Regions from separate parts of the Mus musculus genome. Here regions 2, 3, 4, 5 and 6 are each linked to region 1. A link is a contact called in public Hi-C, HiCAR-type and promoter capture Hi-C data. All regions are on one chromosome and are shown on one strand. Each heading gives the region's core, a stretch centred on a gene start, on an enhancer-like site or on the middle of the called end of the contact. The rest is flanking DNA. Distances are from core to core; before and after follow the strand shown. Region 1 holds the start of Stard3nl (STARD3 N-terminal like). Region 2 holds the start of Mplkip (M-phase specific PLK1 intereacting protein). Region 3 holds the start of Yae1d1 (Yae1 domain containing 1). Region 4 holds the start of Cdk13 (cyclin-dependent kinase 13). Region 5 holds the start of Rala (v-ral simian leukemia viral oncogene A (ras related)). Region 6 holds the start of Zscan12 (zinc finger and SCAN domain containing 12).

Region 1 (2,700 bases), core at 36-2,535:
TGCCAGATTTTCTAGCATTCATTCCTATCTAAAATCATATTGTTATTTGCACATATATTCTATCTTCACTAAAATCAAAGGAACTCGAGGACAGAAACCTTATCTAGCGTTCAATACTCAATTTTCAACACCTAAAACAGCATGTGGCATCATATAAACTGTCTAATAATTAAATCCAAATGATAATCACTATCCTGAGAAGGTAAGTCCTTGGAGCAGTTTTAAATCCATTTCTTTAATGCTTTTGACAATGCAATCTTTAAAGGTTCATGTTTGAGACAGGAAGATCTCAAAGAAAAATGTATTCTTCCTTACAATACAAAACATTACATATGTGTGAATATTATGTAGGGGGGGCACAGTCTACACTGTCCCTTCATGGGCATGATTATCTAGCATTTTACTTATGCACAGATGCAGCCAAAAATACTGTAAACTGCTCTTTGTCATCAAATCTTGCTCTATAAGTGGATGATGGACAGAAGAAGCATAGATGGGATTTACCGTTAGGAACCTTAAACAAAAACATCAGACGGAACTTGCTATAGTAACTCGGTACCCTGGGAGGTCAGACGGCTACTGTGTTCATTCAATCAGCCTTACTAACCTTATCCAAACTAGTACTGGGTCAAGTGATGGATTCCATCTGTGAACAGAGACAAATGCCTTTACAACTGCCATACTAAGAGAACACTAAGAAAAGTTCCACAGTGTCCACCCATGTTCCAACCAAAAGAGGAAGAAAAAGAGCCCTACTGAGATTTAAAAAAAAAAAAAAAAAAAAAACTAAAGGCAGGATGAGTGGGCAATGCGGAGAGCTGAAACCATGGCTAGAACATTCATGACTCATGCTTTAATTTTCGTTTTGTTTTGTTACATCAGGGCTTTTCTTGACGAAGGCACAAGGCCAGTAACAGACAGTACCTGCCGGCCTACACCCGCATGTCACCTTGGACTTGATGCGGATGCAAGGCACGGGGCCGAGGCTGGACCACCTGCCTCCCGGTGAGTGTGGGTGTGGGCCCGGGGCCAGCTTCCCTCCCGCGCTCCGCCGCGTTCCGCGGCTGCACCCACAGGCCCCACGGCCAAGGCCAGGTCTGGGGAGCCCGGCAAACCCTGGAACCTCAGGCATTTGGCTTCACGACCTGCCCAGCAGGGCGCGGAAAGACAGCCTACCTCCTCCGCGGCGCGAGCCGCCCGCCGGCCTGCAGACACGGCTCCGCGGTCCCCGCCGGCGGGGCTGGGGCGGGGCTGCAGGGCGGGACCCTGTCCGTGACGTCAACGCGCTGGTCACGCAAAGACGCTGCGGCTTGCTGGAAAAGTGAATAGTGGCAGAGGAGACGGCGGGTTGGTTTACAGAACTGTCAGTTTTCGGACGACCAGTAGATGGCTCATAAAGGAGGCAGTGGGCGGGCCTAGGACTAGCCGCGCCTCCAAAGCCTGTTAAGGTATCCAGCTTCTAACAGCAGGCTTTTAGTGGGTTTTACCTTCCTGAGAATTCTACGGAAGGCTTCTCTTAGATAGGTTTTAGGCTGCAGCCGGTGAGGGGTAACTCTGAGAGTGGATTTCAGGCCCTGGCCCCTTGGTTTCAGCTGTCCACTAAGAACTTGTCTATTCTAGGACTCGACCGTAAGTCTCAATCAGCCCAGTCTTACGTAGGAGTAATGCCTTTGTCTTACTGATAGTTAAGGCTAACTGTATTTACTTAGTTGTTATACACGACATTGGGCACTAAGTGATGTTTTAGATTTTTCCAATAGCTGGTACAGTTACGTCCTTAAATGCAAGAATACAAAGGAAGATAAAATATATTGCACTATGAGTGCTGAAGACTCTCAGCCTGTTAGAGGAAAATAATATTAAGAATAGTATTTTTAATAGATACTCTTATAAAGTAGTTTAATCGTTTTTATAATGTTTACATTACAAATGTGAATTTATATACGTGCAAAATTTTGAACAGTGCAAGTTGGGTGAGAACTGTTTTTATAAACCAATCAAAGGCTCAGTCTTTGTGTGATGGGTCCTTCCTGCATTGACATGTGAAAATATTTGTTAACACTCAAGTTCAGTTCTTCATCTAGCCTTAAATGTGCCTCATTGCTTTTTAAATGCTAAAAGTCTTCAGCGCCAATGATATAACTTGCCATCTCTATGCCCTTAAACATACAGTTTGTTTGGATTTTTTTTTTTAATTGCTAGTATGAGAAATGCTACCTTAAACATGTGTGAATGTGTTTTCCTACTTCTGTCCAAGTACTGCTTATGGTGCAGATGACAACAAAAGAACAGACTAGATCTCAGGCATACATCTTCAATCCTAGTAGTAGAGTCTTCAGATAAGGGCCCCTAGTGTTGCTACAGTGTTCATTTCCACCCATAAAGTTTAAATAATCCTATTTACTACCCTTTGGAAGAGAAATAATATGCAAGCTTTTGTTGTTGTTGTTGTTTTTTTCAAATTGATGAGCATGAGAAAAGTTAGGGTTAGGGTGTGTGTATATATACAAACTAAGTTCAGGGTTCTTGTATACAATGATTTGGGTGACAAGGTGAAGCAACTTGTGTGACTACTGTAATGCAGACGCCTTCCACTTAGTAATTAAAACACCTCACACTATCCTAATACTGTCACCGTGATTAGTTTTGCCTGCTTTCAGACTTTTGTATACATACAAAGTACATACTTACTCCAAGGCT
Region 2 (2,700 bases), core at 108-2,607, 1.7 Mb before region 1:
CGTTAAATGGTGCATGTGCATACACGCAAACAATACACTCACACACACAAAAATCTAAACCAATAACCCCCTCACATATCCACGGTCTAATGTGATGAGTCCTAAAATCCCAAGTTGATTTTAGTATCTGAAGGAGTTAGGGAAAGACCACAAAACTCTTCTACAGGAATGTCTAAGACAGGTATCTTATGCAGAAGATAGCATTTTTTAATTATCCCGTTTCTTTATAATTACAAGATTTTTAAGTTTGGGGTATGTTTTCGTGGGTTTTTTTTTCCCCTTTAAATTTCTGTTTCTACTTCCTAACCTCGTCAACTTCCATTTTACAAGAACGTAAACGCAGGGTTCAAGTCCAGCATTAATTACTACAGGCTCGCTTAAGTTTTCAAGGCAGCAGTCTGCTTTCTAAAACTCAGCTTTTGGCGGGAGGTGCTGTTTCCTAAGTTACCAAACCTTGGGGGATTAGAAGCCAGGGGTGGAAAAGAGAAGCAGGGCACGACCATGGCCATGAGCCCTGCGACAGGAGCCCCCGAGGCGCGAGCGCTCCCCTCAGGGAGCCCGAGCGCTCAGTGTCAGTAGGTACCTGACTGCGGGCGGCCGGTCCACAGCCCCCTCCCGCCGGCCAGGCCTCGGCCGGGTCTCCGAAAAGCCACCGCCCTGGCCAGCATCCACAGCATCGCCCCTCAACCCCAGCGAGAGCGCCCCGCGACCTCCCTCCTTGACCTTAGGCCCCCTCAGCCCCGCCCCCCCAGCCAGCCCGGCCCCGCCGCCAGCCCCGCCCCCTCCGCAAAGACCCTCCCCCTGGTCGCCCTCGCACTCTTCCCCGCCCACCACGCCCTCCGCTTCCGCCCAGGCCTCCACCTCAGTCTCACTCGGCCCCGCCCCCTTGGACGATCCTGTTCAACCGAGTCTCTCGCCTCACACCCTTCGGCCCCGCCTCTTGGCTCATGGCCCCGCCCCCGAATCCGGCTGACGCTTCACTCCTTGCTTCCCGGAAGCCTCCAAGACGGATGGCCCTACCCCTCTGATCCGCCCTCTTCGGAACCCGCACGCCCCTCTCCCACCCTCACAGCCAATAAGGCCTGATGATCGGTTTCCTCTCTTCCGCTTCCGTCTTCGTGTACTGGGGGTCTCCGGGAAGACCGTTGACGACTGTGCTCGTGCTGCGGCCGGAGATTTAGTTTCCCCTTTACAGTCTTTCCTCCTCTCAGACACGCCCACCATTCTTCCATTGAGTGACCTGTTTACCTGCCCTCTTGCAGAAACTTGGTGAGATCGGAACCTTTGTGCAGCCGGAACTAAGGTGCGGTAGTCCGCTGGGAGCCGGAAGGGTGTATAAATAGAGGAATACCAGTTTCCTTCTGGCGGTTGATCGCAGAGGTTCCGGTGAGGCGTTCGGCGTGTGAGCTCTGCGGCTTCGTTTCCTGATATGCACCGACCGAATTTTCGACCCCCAACTCCTCCGTACCCCAGCCCGGGGATAGGAGGTTGGGGTGGCGGAAATAACTTCCGGGGTGCCCTGGGCGGGGGGCCGCGGCCGCCCTCCCCGCGGGACGGGTACGGGAGTCCGCACCACACTCCGCCCTGCGGGCCCCGGGCTAGGCCGTACGGGAGCAGCCAGTCTCCGCGGCACGGCGGCAACTTCTCGGGGGCCCGCTTCGGGTCTCCGTCCCCGGGCGGCTACCCAGGCTCCTACTCCAGGTCCCCCGCGGGGTCCCAGCATCAGTTCGGCTACTCCCCAGGGCAGCAGCAGACCTACCCCCAGGTAAAGACAATAGCTAGCGTTTGCCGAACTCTTCCTGTGATGGCAGACGTGATACGAAACATTCCCTTTCCGTGGATTGTTTAATCCTCCGATACTACGTTGGCCCAGTTTTGCAGATGAGTAACCTGAGGCGTAAAGAAATTATCTAAGACTACCATAAGTGGCGGAGCTCTAGTTCTCTGTCCACAGAAACTGCTCTCAGCCAGCATACCACATTCGTATACAAACTTCTTTAATCCTCCATTTCTTCTCCCACCCACCCCCAGAGGTTTTTATTTGGTTTTGGGTTTTTTGTCATTTATTTCAGTGAATTGTCCTGGATTCCTAGGGGGAGGACAGTAAATGATTCCCTATTGTGTAGTATGGCACCTCTAGACTGTAGTCTACTGCCATTTTCCTACAGATGTCCCTCCCTTGTTTTTGCATCCTTGCTTTTTTTAAAAGAAACAATTATTTTATTTCGAGCCATATTTATACCTACTCAAAGTTCTCTTGAAGGAAAAATAGAAAATTTGAAATTGAGGAAACTTCCCCTCTTCTCCATGAGTGAATACAAGACAGGAAGTAGCTAACAACTTGTATCTCGGTGGTTTTGCAAAATTGAATATGCTCACCCATATGAATCCTTATGAGTTGGAGTTAATAAGAATAGAAAATTTTCATGCAATATAAAAGTTCTAGAAATTTGAAGCCTATCAGGTTAAAAAGTAAGTTTCCAAGAAGTGAATACAGTGAACCACTGCTTGTACTGGGTTTATTTGTATTTAATAGCTGCAGGGTTGGTTATCACATTAGAAACTGAAAGGTTTTAAGATGATAGCAGACATTTCTAAAAGAGAAATATACAATTGGTTTTAGTAATTTTTAAAAGCACTAGATTAAAGAAATTTGCAACTGAATATATTGGGTTTCAATTGACAACTTTTAATGTGATT
Region 3 (2,700 bases), core at 155-2,654, 1.4 Mb before region 1:
TTTTTTTAAAATGTTTTCCAGGCTGGCCTGGAGCTCCTTATCCTACCTTCCTCACTCTCCTAATCGATGACAGGCAGATGCCTCGATGCCACACGGGGAAGTCACTTTGGAAATCTAGGGTTACTGTGCAAACATTAAATATCAGTTGTTATGTTTTTTTTAAAAACTGTGTTAGCAAGGTCTTCACAGAAATGGGAAACTACATGTCTGGTCTCTTGGTAACGGACTAGAATAGGATAGATAAGGAGGCTGGCAAGGCCTGGGAAGAGGGAACTATTTTAGGAACAGTGAAGAGGAAGTCTGATTTTAGAAATCTAATCTAAACTGTGGCATAGAGATTTGTCTTATTATTATTATTAGTTTAGCCCTGGATTCCTATGGTATTTTTGTAATGATATGATGGTTGCTGGGCTCAACAAATATGAACTTACTGGAACATTAAATTAGGGTTGACATAACTGCAGCTTTAAGAGGGTAATTTAATGGCTAGTATATTGGGTGGATGCAGTTCTTATCTTTTAAACAGTTAAGTAACATATATTTACTTATTTTTCTTGAGGGAGGCATTTATTTACTTCCTTGAGCGTGAAGGTCAGAAAATAACTTCCAGAAACCCATTCTGTCCTTCCACAAAGTACGTTCCAGGGATCGAACGCAGGTCTTTATACTCTGGAATCCACCCCCATGTGGAGACAGATCTTAGCAAGTAGTTCTCACCCAGAAAAAGCGCCGATTCTACCCAAATAGTACTAAGCAAGTTTCAATGAATGGCAAGACAGGTCCGGATTGAATAACGCATTTAAAGTAAAGCTGGAACAGTATTCCCTTCTCTACCTCCCCCTTACCTTCCCTTGACAACATTCTCAGTTCACCCTTCTCCAAGCCTTGATAACATCACGCCTAACTTTGGACTCTCTGTGACTGCGTTCTCTGCGGGCCATCAGCCTAGTGGGTGTGCATTTCTCCTCCTCTGCTCCCCCGACCCCAAACTGCACACTCTTGAGGGACTGAATAAAGTTCACGTTGTAGAGTAGGGTCAATGTCCCTGCTCCAAACCCGGTGGGGCTCCGAAAGAGCACCAAGAAACAACCAGGATTCTTAAGACCCGGCAACACTGGAGCGCGCTGGCTCGGAGACCCGCGCTCCTCCGCCCAGGCTTCTGCGTGCGTGCCCCTGCCAGGGAGCCCCCGGGTCCCGCCTGGGAGTCCCTTTCTCCCGCGTCCCGTCCATTTACTTGGACTCGTTTCCGCATGTGACCCTGCCATTCCCGCTGCGCTAACAGAGACTCGTCCGCTTCCTCGTCAAACACGTCCTGGTCTCCAGGGCTCGCGTTCTCCGGAGCCGCTCGAAACCAAGACATCGCCCGGAACACCACGAGTCCCGGAGCCGCCGGAAACCCGGGCAAGTGCTTCCGGTTCGGGGGGCGGGACGAAAGGACAAGGCGTGGGACGGAGGGGCGTGTGCGGCTCCCCTTGCGGCTTGGAGGCTAAGGGTTGGGTCTCTTCCTACGCCTCTGGGATGGGCAGCGTGGGGCTAGCTGGGTGCTGCAAGCTAAGTCCCACCATTCAAGGGCTGAGATTCAGTTTCTGCAAGTGCTGAAGGCATTGGACGCCCACGTGCAGCCAAGAACTTTAGAATGTGAAAGCTGATTCTAGGATCGGTTTGAGATTAAGTAATGGGAACACTTTTGTAAAACCAGCGTCCATTGGCAATTTCCCTCTTAGCCTTTGACTAGGAGAGTTAAGGAATGTGGCTCAAGCATTTAGCAACTTCTGGCTGGGAGTTCATGTTGAAGAACTGCACATCAGTAGCGTTCTTGTTTTGTCATGTGATAACTGAATTTTTCTGACAATTTGTTTTGAATACCTATTTCGCATCACTCATCATTTTGGGACAGCGCACTATAGGAATAAAAGTTCTCAGTCCCAATGGACTTCCTATTAGTGTAGAAACGGCCAGTTAGCCAACAATACTTATAAGTAACTCATAGTTTGAAGACTGTAAGTGATATGAAAAAAGTAATCATTGTGAGGGAAGAGGAAACAGGTTACTGTTTTAGTTTATTTTACATTTTTGTCCTGAAGGCAAAAGTTTTGCCAATAAGGAATATATGCTCTGTCAATAAGTTATCCCCTACACAAAGTTATTACTTTTTATCTTCAGAGAGAATTTTGTATCCTATAAATGTATGTATAAAACCAAATATAAAATGTGATAAGGTGTATGTATATAGAGATCTTAATTAGAAGCAAAATGGCAGTATAGGAAGCCATAGAAATAGTGATTGAAATGAGTAAGATAGAAAACTTCTGTGAGTTGGCTCAGTGGGTAAAGTCCCAGGAACGGTGTCAATCACCAGGACCCACGTGATGGAAGGAGAGATTAAACTCCTACAAATTGTCCTCTGACCTACACACACACACACACACACACACACACACCATATGAAAACAAATGCAATAAAAAAAATCCAACTCAACCCTTGCATGATAAACCCTAAAGGACAGGGTCTGAAGAGATGGCTCAGCAATTACAAACACTTGCTGCTCTTCTGGGGGATGTTAACTTGGTTCTGGGCATCTACATACAATTGGGTGATGGCTCACAACCACCTGTGACACCAGCTCCAGGGAGTCTCAAGCCCTCTTCTGGCCTCCAAAAGTGCTTGTGCACACATGGCATACATGCATACAAATACAT
Region 4 (2,700 bases), core at 198-2,697, 1.6 Mb before region 1:
CTGCGAGGCCCTGTGGGACACCGGGCTTTCGTCCCGGCCTCCCAGCGGGCTCAGGGACCGCTGCCGCCGCCTGTAGGCCTTCGGCTCGCTCTTGTCCTCCCGGTAGGCCTTGGGCGGCTCCTTGTAGGCCGAGGGCGGTTCCTTGGACGACTTAGTCCGGCTGCGGTGGGCCTTGAGGTCCCGGTCCTTGCGGCTGCTACTGCTGCTGGACGTAGCCGACGCGCTCTTGCGGCGGCCGCCGCTGCTGCTGCTGCTGCCGCTCTTGGCGGCCTCCGCCCGCTCCTCGCCGCTGTGTCCGTGGCGGCTGCGGGCCTTTGAGGCCTCGCTGCCGCTGCGCGTCCCGTCCCGCCGCCGGTGCTCGCGGTGGCGCTCCTTGCTGCGGCCGCTGCTGCTGCGGCGGTCCCGGCGCGGCCTGCGCTCCGACCCCTCCGCGCGCCTCTGCGTGCCGGAGGAGGAGGCCGGACTCCCGCCGTTGCCCCCCGTTCCCCCGGCAGCCGTCGCCGCCGTTGCCGCGCTGGCGCCCCCCAGCAGCAGCCCCTGCTCGGACTGGGAGCTCACATCCTCGTACTCCACCAGCGGGGTCACACCCCCGCCGCTACTGGCACCGCCACCGCCGTCCTGCTGCGGCTGGGGCAGCGAGAAGACCCGGCGCTTCTCCGCCTCCTGCCCGGCGCGGGGCCCGCGGCGCCGCTTCTGCCGCCCTCCGGGGCGCCTCTTGCCTCTCGCCAGCCGCTTGACCTCCAGAGGAGGGCCCGGGCTGAAGCAAGAGGAGGAGGCCGCGGCGGCGGCGGCTGCGGCGGCGGCCGCGCCGGGGGCAGCCAGGAAGAGCAGAGGCGGCGGGGGCGGCGGCGGTTGCAGGAGCTGCGGCTGCAGGAGCGGCAACAGCAGCGGCGGCTGCTGAGGGGACAGGAATCGCCTCCGCTTGCGGCGCTCCTCCAACTTCTTCTCGGCCCAGCTCAGGCCCCCGCCTCCCCCCAGCGCCGTGTCCGAGCTACTCGGCATCGCCTAGAGCCCGCCGCAGAGTGCGGCGCGGGTGCGGCCTCCTCCGGGGTCAGACCCTGGCCATGTCCCCCGCCGGGAAGGGGGACGGCAGCCGCGGCGGAGGGGTAGCGAGCAGCAGGGCCGGCCGGGAGTCGCGCCACGATAATCCGGGTCGGGACGCGCGTCCCCGGTTCCAGTCGCGGTGTGTGCGCAGCGGCGTCAGGGCCTGGCGCGGGAGGATCCTATCCTCGGCGGAAAGCCGGCCGTGCCGGGCGGCGGCGGTGGCGGCGGCGGCGGCGGCCTCGGGCTCCGGCGGCGCAACGCGGAAGTGCCACCGCGGGCCGCGCTTCACTCCATCGTCCTGACGTCGGGGGCGAGCTCGCGGGAGGGCAGTGGGCGCGACCACAGCACGCCTCCGTCGCCGGCCGGCCGCGGCGCGTCCACGTCGTCCTGTGGCGGCGGCGGCGACACCCCGCGGCGCTCGGACGGGCCTGGGCCTGGCGCCCCGAGGGCACTGCGCGCAGCTTCCGGAGCGGGGGCGCGGCTCGCTGTCCTCCGCCCCTCCACGCGGGCTCCGCGCGCGCCGCTCGCCCCTCCCTGCCCTCCGCGTTCTCCCTGCGGGACGGCGACGCGACTGGCTGGCCGAGCCCTCGCCGCGCACCACCCACTCGCCGCGTTCCTCAAGACTTTTGCCCCTAAACCCAACGCTAGGTCGGCGGCGCGCACGCTCGTCACGTTCGGGGACGCCGATGGAGAGAGCGAGCGCGGGCGAGGGGAGGTGCTGCGTGCTCGCGCCCGCCGGGACCCTGGCCGTCACCGGAAGTGACGCGAGGAGCCACTCCACTTCCGGCAGGGGTGGGACGGAGGAGCAGGGTTAAAGAAAGGAGAGGAGGCGTGGGCTGCGCTGTGCTGTCGCTGGAGGCCTTCCCTCCGGCGCCACTCATGGCGCTTGTTGCTCGCCTCCAGTGAAAAGGTCACGGCAGGACCCGGGAGAACCTTGACGACTACCTTTTCCCCAGCCACGGGATCGGAACATCTGTGAGAGCAGACTCCCCACAGAGGGCGAATGTGACGTTAGCTTGACTAGACTCACGTACGCCCAAGTTCAAGGACCCATCGTAACCTAAAAATATACTTGGTGTTCATAGCTTCGAGCTTCCGCGACACTGACGTTTCGGAACCTTTAAAAAGCCTTACACAGGGCTGGAGAGGTGGCTCAGAGGTTAAGAACACTCACTGCTCTTCCAGAGGTCCTGAGTTCAATTCCCAGCAACAGTATGGTGGCTCACAACCAGCTGTAATGGGGATCCCTCTTCTGATGTGTCACATACATGAAATAAGTAAATCTCTTTATAAAGCAAAAGCATTAAGTAAATCTGAAAGATGAGTCAAAATATCAAGGAGGACTACTAAAAATCCCAGGAACCTTAAAAACATTTTGTAGTAGTGGAAGCTGCCCTCTTTGTACTTTCACCTGTAATTATATCTAACTAAAGCTATGAGCTGTCAGCTACATAATGCCCTCATCTCTTGCCTTAAGATTGCCCTTCAGTTAGAGGCTAGGTATTCGGGGTAATTAGATTAAAATCTAAAAGGCTTATTGGTCATTAATACTGGAAAGAAGATAAACATTGCTCAGTGGGTACATGTAATTACCCCTTAACAAATTTATTCAGATCATCAGCTGGCTTTTAGTTCTTAAATACTTAGTAATCAAGT
Region 5 (2,700 bases), core at 70-2,569, 1.5 Mb before region 1:
CTAGTACCTTTTGCTTGGTATGCAAGTACCAGCCACAGTCAATCGCTTCTGGAAAGTGACTTTTCCATCAACTGTACACATTCACATCCATTCAGTGAAGAAATGTGGGGAGTTCTGAGCACTTTACGTGGTAACAGAGAAGATGAAAAGGCTCCTCCTCTGAAAACAACTGAGCCGTAGAAACATCTTAAGGGTCACAGGAGTCATTTATAAGAATATTGTATCAACAGATACAAACAGCATAGGTAATAGTACATATTAACAAGCATAAGCCAAAGGGAATGCCTTCTACACTGTGAGTAATAAATCTGTTAGTCAATTTTGGGAACGTGATTAAAGCTGTAATTTATTTACAGGAAAAGAATTTACAGAAATAAAGGTTCTCCCGGCACACGTACCCAAACTGTTTGTAAATTGTGTGCTTCCTGGCTTGACAGGTAGGGCGTGGCACCAGAGTTCTCACAGTAGCTCAAAGACACTCAGATGAGCTCTCACAAGTCTGGACGTTCTGGTTTCCATGCAAAGGCCAGTAAATTCTTTAATTCCTCCTAAGTCTCCCGACAACACAACCACCTCAGCGCCACCACGCCCGCCCACTCCAACACACGAATGCCCAAGTAAAGCACACAAATCGTATCTTCTACTCCTTGACATCTTTCAGGCACCGAACGCGGAAGATACCCCCATCACACAATGCCTACATTCCCTTCCTCTTCTAAAGGCTAAACCTGTACTAGAAGAGCCTTCGAGCATTCAGCTGGACGCGTCTAAAGACTTTAGTCTGAAAACGCCATTCCTTCCAAACACTGGCAGAGAAGCTCGAAAAGCAGCCGCTCTGTACCGGCAGAGTGGCTTGAAAGCGAGGGAGGTCGGGGTGGAGTGCGGCGCAGGGACTGCGGCGGCGGCGGCGGCGGCCCCAGGTCGCGGGCACCGCCCGGGCACAGCCCTGGGAGCCACCGGCGCTATACAGGTGACCTTCCGGAGACGCCGCCCGCTGTCGGGGCGCAGTCGGGTCCCAGCCCAGGCGGCAGGCGGGACGTGCAATCTCGGCGGCCGCGGGCCCGGCCCGTCGGACACACCCCCGCCGCGGCCCGGCCTCCCCGGCCGGCGAGCTCTCACCTGCACCGCGAGCCGCTCGACCCGCGGGCTCTTGGGCCTCGGCTGCGCCGATCGGACCGCGCTCGGAGTTCCGCGCGGGGCGCGGCAAGAGGAGTCCGGAGGGCGGCGGCAGCGGCGGCGGCCTGGGCGGCGGCGGAGGAGGAGGACTCCGGCGCTCCGCTCTAGGGAGACCCACCCTCCTCCCGGCCGCTCTGCAGCAGCCGCCGCAGATCACTTCCGGGGCGCGGGCCAGCGGGGCGGGGCGCCAGGCCGCACTTCCTGGCCGTGGGGCCGAGTACTCCATGGCGACTGCGAACAAAGGCTCTACGGGCGCGGGGGAGGCGCAGTGGTACAGCCTCCCGGTGGACCCACGGCGAGTCCCCGGGTTCGCGAGGCGTAGCCCGCCCCCCCCCCCCAAGGCCGTGCCGGGATTCCCGTGTCGCGGTGTTTTCGTCTTCCCCGGACATGGAGGGGTTCCTGGAGAAAGAAGGGGAGGGGGAGGCCGCCATCTTGCTTCTGGGGGCTGCTAGGTTCTCTTGCAAGAGTTTTCCAGTGTGTAGCCTGCAACGTGGTTTGTCGCAGATCAAGTCCGAGTTGGTGGATTGGTCGCTTGTCCTGGTTGGAGGGTCTCGGTAGCTGACCGAGTGGAGAACTGGCCTCAGCATATGGGCTTCGGGTTCCTTTTGGAGTAGACCCTTCGACACTAGATTTGGCACTGAGATAAGGCGACGGCTCCGTAACACACTAATGTCTTAAATTAGTAGTTAAACTGAATCGGTTGTTTTCTTTAAAACTGCCCACAAGTTCGAGATAGTTTGCCTAGTGTCTGTTAGCGGCCACACGTTCTTCCCTGGACTTTAAAATTCTCATTTCCTTTGGCCCCAAATGAAGAACCAACGGCTTGGTTGGTTGGCATGACTACTTAAAGGAATGAATGTACACTCAATCAAGTTTGCAGTCTAGAAACCTAGTACTTGGCGTTTGGAAGTATGAATGGAGGGAAGACTTGATAACTTTACTAACAATAGGTTAGAGTTTTAAACTTAAGTATGATCTTTTTTCCAGTACAAAAAGACGATGGTAAATGTGGATCCAAATAAAGGGAGTCCCCGCAGAACAGGGATCAGTGGTTCATGGAGAAGGCTGAGTGCCACTTATCTGTCTTAAAAGTTCTACAAGAGCTGATGAGAAAGATGAGGCTACAGAAGGAGACAGGAGTCAAGTCATGGCTGGCTTTTGTGTCTATTAAATTCTGGAAGTAGAATGGCTGGATACATCAAATTTTAAGCAGTTTATAAATGGAGGACCGATTAATGGGGGAGTTGGGCAGTATAGCAAACATAGAGTAGACAGTGAACTATTGCAGAAGAGGAAAGAGAAAGGTATTTTTAATAGTGCCAGTAACCAACCAAAAGATGATTCCCAGATGATGAAGCCATATAAGCATCATAAGCCAAATAAGAATTGTTTGCTGGGCAGCTGGAGGGTAAGAGAATTGGAAGTCAATGTTTTGTTTTTGGAAAGATGCAGGATAAAAGTGTACTTTGTGTATGTGGTTTTGTCCTGGCCATGTAACTGGGGGGTGACCTTGAACTTCAGACT
Region 6 (2,767 bases), core at 140-2,639, 2.0 Mb after region 1:
CCTTAATGTCCTTCTGCTTTTTAGGTAAATCCCTTTGAAATGTACTAACAGATCACTTGGTTTCACCAATCAAAAGGCTAAGAATTTTCCAGATAGCTATAACCCACCTGTACTGGCTGGCTTTGTGTGCCAACTTGACACAAGCTGGAGTTATCACAGAGAAAGGAGTTTCTGTTGAGAAAATGCCTCCATGAGATCCAGCTGTAAGGCATTTTCTCAATTAGTGATCAAGGGGGAAGGACCCCTTGTGGGTGATGCCATCCCTGGGCTGGTAGTTTTGGGTTCTATAAGAGAGCAGGCTGAGCAAGCCAGGGGAAGCAAGCCAGTAAGAAACATCCTTCCGTGGCCTCTGCATCAGCTCCTGCTTCCTGACCTGCTTGAGTTCTAGTCCTGACTTCCTTTAGTGATGAACAGCAGTGTGGAAAAGTAAGCTGAATAAACCCTTTCCTCCCCAGCTGGCTTCTTGGTCATGGTGTTTGTGCAGGAATAGAAACCCAGACTAAGACACCACCTAACTTACATTTCCACTAATTGTTTTTTTAAAGTTGTCTTGATTTACTACTTTCTTTTGTTCTGGTTATGTAAATCAATGTCCTAAGCCACACTCTACATGTATTTTGCTCGATAATAAATTACTACTATCTTTGAGAGCTTGTGCTTGGTTTTCTGGTTACCCTCGACATGTACATTAGCTAAGAACAGGGTGAGATTTTTGTTGTTGTTGTTTTGTTTTCACTTCCAGAACACAGAATGTTCTGGTGCATGATAAGAGCATTAACCACTATTCTTTTTCAGGGATTTTTCTTTGGACTCTCCTTTTAAATTAAAACAAACAAACAAACAAACATTTTTTTTTAATTCTAGAAAAATGGTTGTGTTTATTGGGATACCATAGTTGCAAACATATTTAATTAGTACTGACTGCTTTGTTGAGTTTTTCTACCCAAGAAAGCTTATTGCCTCCTATTTATGTTCATATTTGGCTTTTAAAGTGTTTTAAAGTTAGCCCCAAGTAAATGTGGCACATCTCTTGAGCTCTGAGTATTTTTGCTGTTGCTTTTGTAGCTGTGGTCTTTTCATTCACACTCGTACTTATGAAGGCTGATTTTAGTGTTCATAATATCCTGTTAACTTACTAAATTATCCTTTTAATACATTTTTTCCCATTGACCAGAAGAATGTCTCTTTGAGACATCACTAATCTCAGTGATACTGAAACACAAACGCGAAACCGGATAAGGACCGGCATGCTCACTATGATTAGACAGAAAATCCCAACTTCTTTTGCCAGAGTAAGGACAAACCACTGAGTGGAACTCCGTGGCTCCCTAGAGTGGCTCTGGGAGCAACAGGGCTCCACCGCTTCCGGCCTTTGTGGGAGTCCGCGATGACTTCCGGTTCCTGGGAGGGCTGGATTCCCTTCCCTGCGCAGGAGCGACGCGGTGAGCGAGCTCGTGCTCCAGGCGGGGGGAGGGTGCTCCCTGCTACCTAGACTCTCGGCCTTAGAAAGATGCTTGGAACCGGGGGAAAGGCCACCCGGGCTGCGCTGCGGCTGCCTATGGGTCCCCCTGGGGCGCGGAGCTGGCCCGGACCTAGGCACGCTGCAGAACTTTAAGTTAGAGTCACAGAACTGGAGGGGCAGGAGAAAAGCAGAGCACCCTCCCCAACTTCTAACCTTTATGAGTGGTTAAGTTCCAACTAAAGCCAGTTGGGAGACTGTACTATGTATATGTGATTTGTGCCAGGTACGCAGAAAAAAAAATCAAAAGCAGCAAGGCAGGCGTACCCTACTCTTGTACTCTTTCCGTTATTTTTGGTGGTACTGTTAGTTGAACTTCCCACCCGCCAGGCAGCGGTTGCCCTTCCCCAACGCTATCTGCTAATTCCAAAATTTTTTGTTTATTTCAGTTAGTTGTTGTTCACTTTAGGAGTAAGTGGAGGTAAGTTTCTTCCCAAGCTTTACTCCCTGAAGTCCTGAAACAATTTGACATCTTTTTCACTTTTGTCTATTTTTGTGAAAGTCCACGTACAATCCAGTCAATACAGTAGATTAACCGGAGGGCAGCTTTTCAACTCTCCCACTTAACTCTTAGAATAGGCGGTATTTGCTTATTGTAGTTCGTGTTAGTAACGATGACTTATCCCTTAGGTCCACTGGGTAAGAAGATTTACCAAGGAGTTATTACTTGAAAGATTGATACATCTTTTATCTAGCTACGATGACATCTACTAGTGATACCAAGGTCTGTAAGAACCAGGGTGGACTTTTGGAAATAAAAATGGAGGAAGAATGTAAGTATACCACCAGACAAGATAGGAACCTACAAAAGAACACTTATAACAGAGACGTCTTCCGAAAATACTTCAGACAGTTTTGCTACCAGGAAACTTCTGGACCCCGGGAGGCTCTGAGCCGGCTGCGCGAGCTCTGCAGACAGTGGCTGCGGCCGGACTTGAACAGCAAGGAGCAGATCCTGGAGCTGCTGGTGCTGGAGCAGTTCCTGACCATCCTGCCAGGGGAGCTGCAGGCCTGGGTGCAGGAGCAGAATCCGGAGAGTGTGGAGGAGGTGGTGACTGTGCTGGAGGATTTAGAGAGAGAGCTTGATGAACTAGGATACCGGGTAAGAAAAAGGGGGGAGGGGTCCTCTTTCCTAAGCGCGACTGAATTTGTAGGCCAAAGTGAAGTATACCACTATTTTACAAAGCATATTGACATTTAGTTGGATCCAAAGGGGACTTTAAGTGTCATGGGAATTTGGAGTTGAAC

Evidence for each region. Promoter capture Hi-C pulls out the DNA fragments that hold promoters and counts their contacts. Hi-C and Micro-C count contacts between places; a contact is called where the count stands out from the background. HiCAR-type assays count read pairs that join an accessible place to other places.
Region 2: a contact with region 1 is called in a Hi-C map of B cells, with 6 read pairs. The contact joins the promoter of Mplkip here to the promoter of Stard3nl in region 1. A contact is called at or near these places in 1 of 39 promoter capture datasets (pre-B cells), 1 of 484 Hi-C or Micro-C datasets (B cells), 1 of 115 datasets of contacts at active chromatin or transcription factors (cardiomyocytes) and 1 of 9 other capture datasets (liver).
Region 3: a contact with region 1 is called in a promoter capture Hi-C map of pre-B cells, with 5 times the contacts expected there. The contact joins the promoter of Yae1d1 here to the promoter of Stard3nl in region 1. A contact is called at or near these places in 4 of 39 promoter capture datasets (the 3T3-L1 cell line, hippocampal neurons, liver and 1 more) and 1 of 115 datasets of contacts at active chromatin or transcription factors (astrocytes).
Region 4: a contact with region 1 is called in a promoter capture Hi-C map of pre-B cells. The contact joins the promoter of Cdk13 here to the promoter of Stard3nl in region 1. A contact is called at or near these places in 2 of 39 promoter capture datasets (liver and pre-B cells) and 1 of 115 datasets of contacts at active chromatin or transcription factors (astrocytes).
Region 5: a contact with region 1 is called in a HiCAR-type map of astrocytes, with 3 times the contacts expected there. The contact joins the promoter of Rala here to the promoter of Stard3nl in region 1. A contact is called at or near these places in 3 of 115 datasets of contacts at active chromatin or transcription factors (astrocytes, cardiomyocytes and embryonic stem cells).
Region 6: a promoter capture Hi-C map of cranial neural crest shows a contact between it and region 1. The contact joins the promoter of Zscan12 here to the promoter of Stard3nl in region 1. A contact is called at or near these places in 1 of 39 promoter capture datasets (cranial neural crest) and 1 of 115 datasets of contacts at active chromatin or transcription factors (astrocytes).

What each region holds. Positions count from the first base shown.
Region 1 is chr13:19,394,528-19,397,227 of GRCm38.p6, forward strand. Stard3nl (STARD3 N-terminal like) reads right to left here and starts at 1,286. Exons shown (of 9, transcript NM_024270.3): 1 at 1,177-1,286. Gm40827 (a long non-coding RNA gene) reads left to right here and starts at 1,320. Exons shown (of 2, transcript XR_873152.2): 1 at 1,320-2,700.
Region 2 is chr13:17,694,056-17,696,755 of GRCm38.p6, forward strand. Mplkip (M-phase specific PLK1 intereacting protein) reads left to right here and starts at 1,358. Exons shown (of 2, transcript NM_025479.6): 1 at 1,358-1,765. The coding sequence starts at 1,430. Sugct (succinyl-CoA glutarate-CoA transferase) reads right to left here and starts at 710. Exons shown (of 14, transcript NM_138654.3): 1 at 584-710. The coding sequence starts at 677.
Region 3 is chr13:17,991,947-17,994,646 of GRCm38.p6, forward strand. Yae1d1 (Yae1 domain containing 1) reads right to left here and starts at 1,405. Exons shown (of 3, transcript NM_025904.3): 1 at 1,235-1,405. The coding sequence starts at 1,360.
Region 4 is chr13:17,803,650-17,806,349 of GRCm38.p6, forward strand. Cdk13 (cyclin-dependent kinase 13) reads right to left here and starts at 1,448. Exons shown (of 14, transcript NM_027118.1): 1 at 1-1,448. The coding sequence starts at 1,002.
Region 5 is chr13:17,942,898-17,945,597 of GRCm38.p6, forward strand. Rala (v-ral simian leukemia viral oncogene A (ras related)) reads right to left here and starts at 1,320. Exons shown (of 5, transcript NM_019491.5): 1 at 1,120-1,320.
Region 6 is chr13:21,361,431-21,364,197 of GRCm38.p6, forward strand. Zscan12 (zinc finger and SCAN domain containing 12) reads left to right here and starts at 1,390. Exons shown (of 4, transcript NM_016684.2): 1 at 1,390-1,442; 2 at 2,150-2,621. The coding sequence starts at 2,220.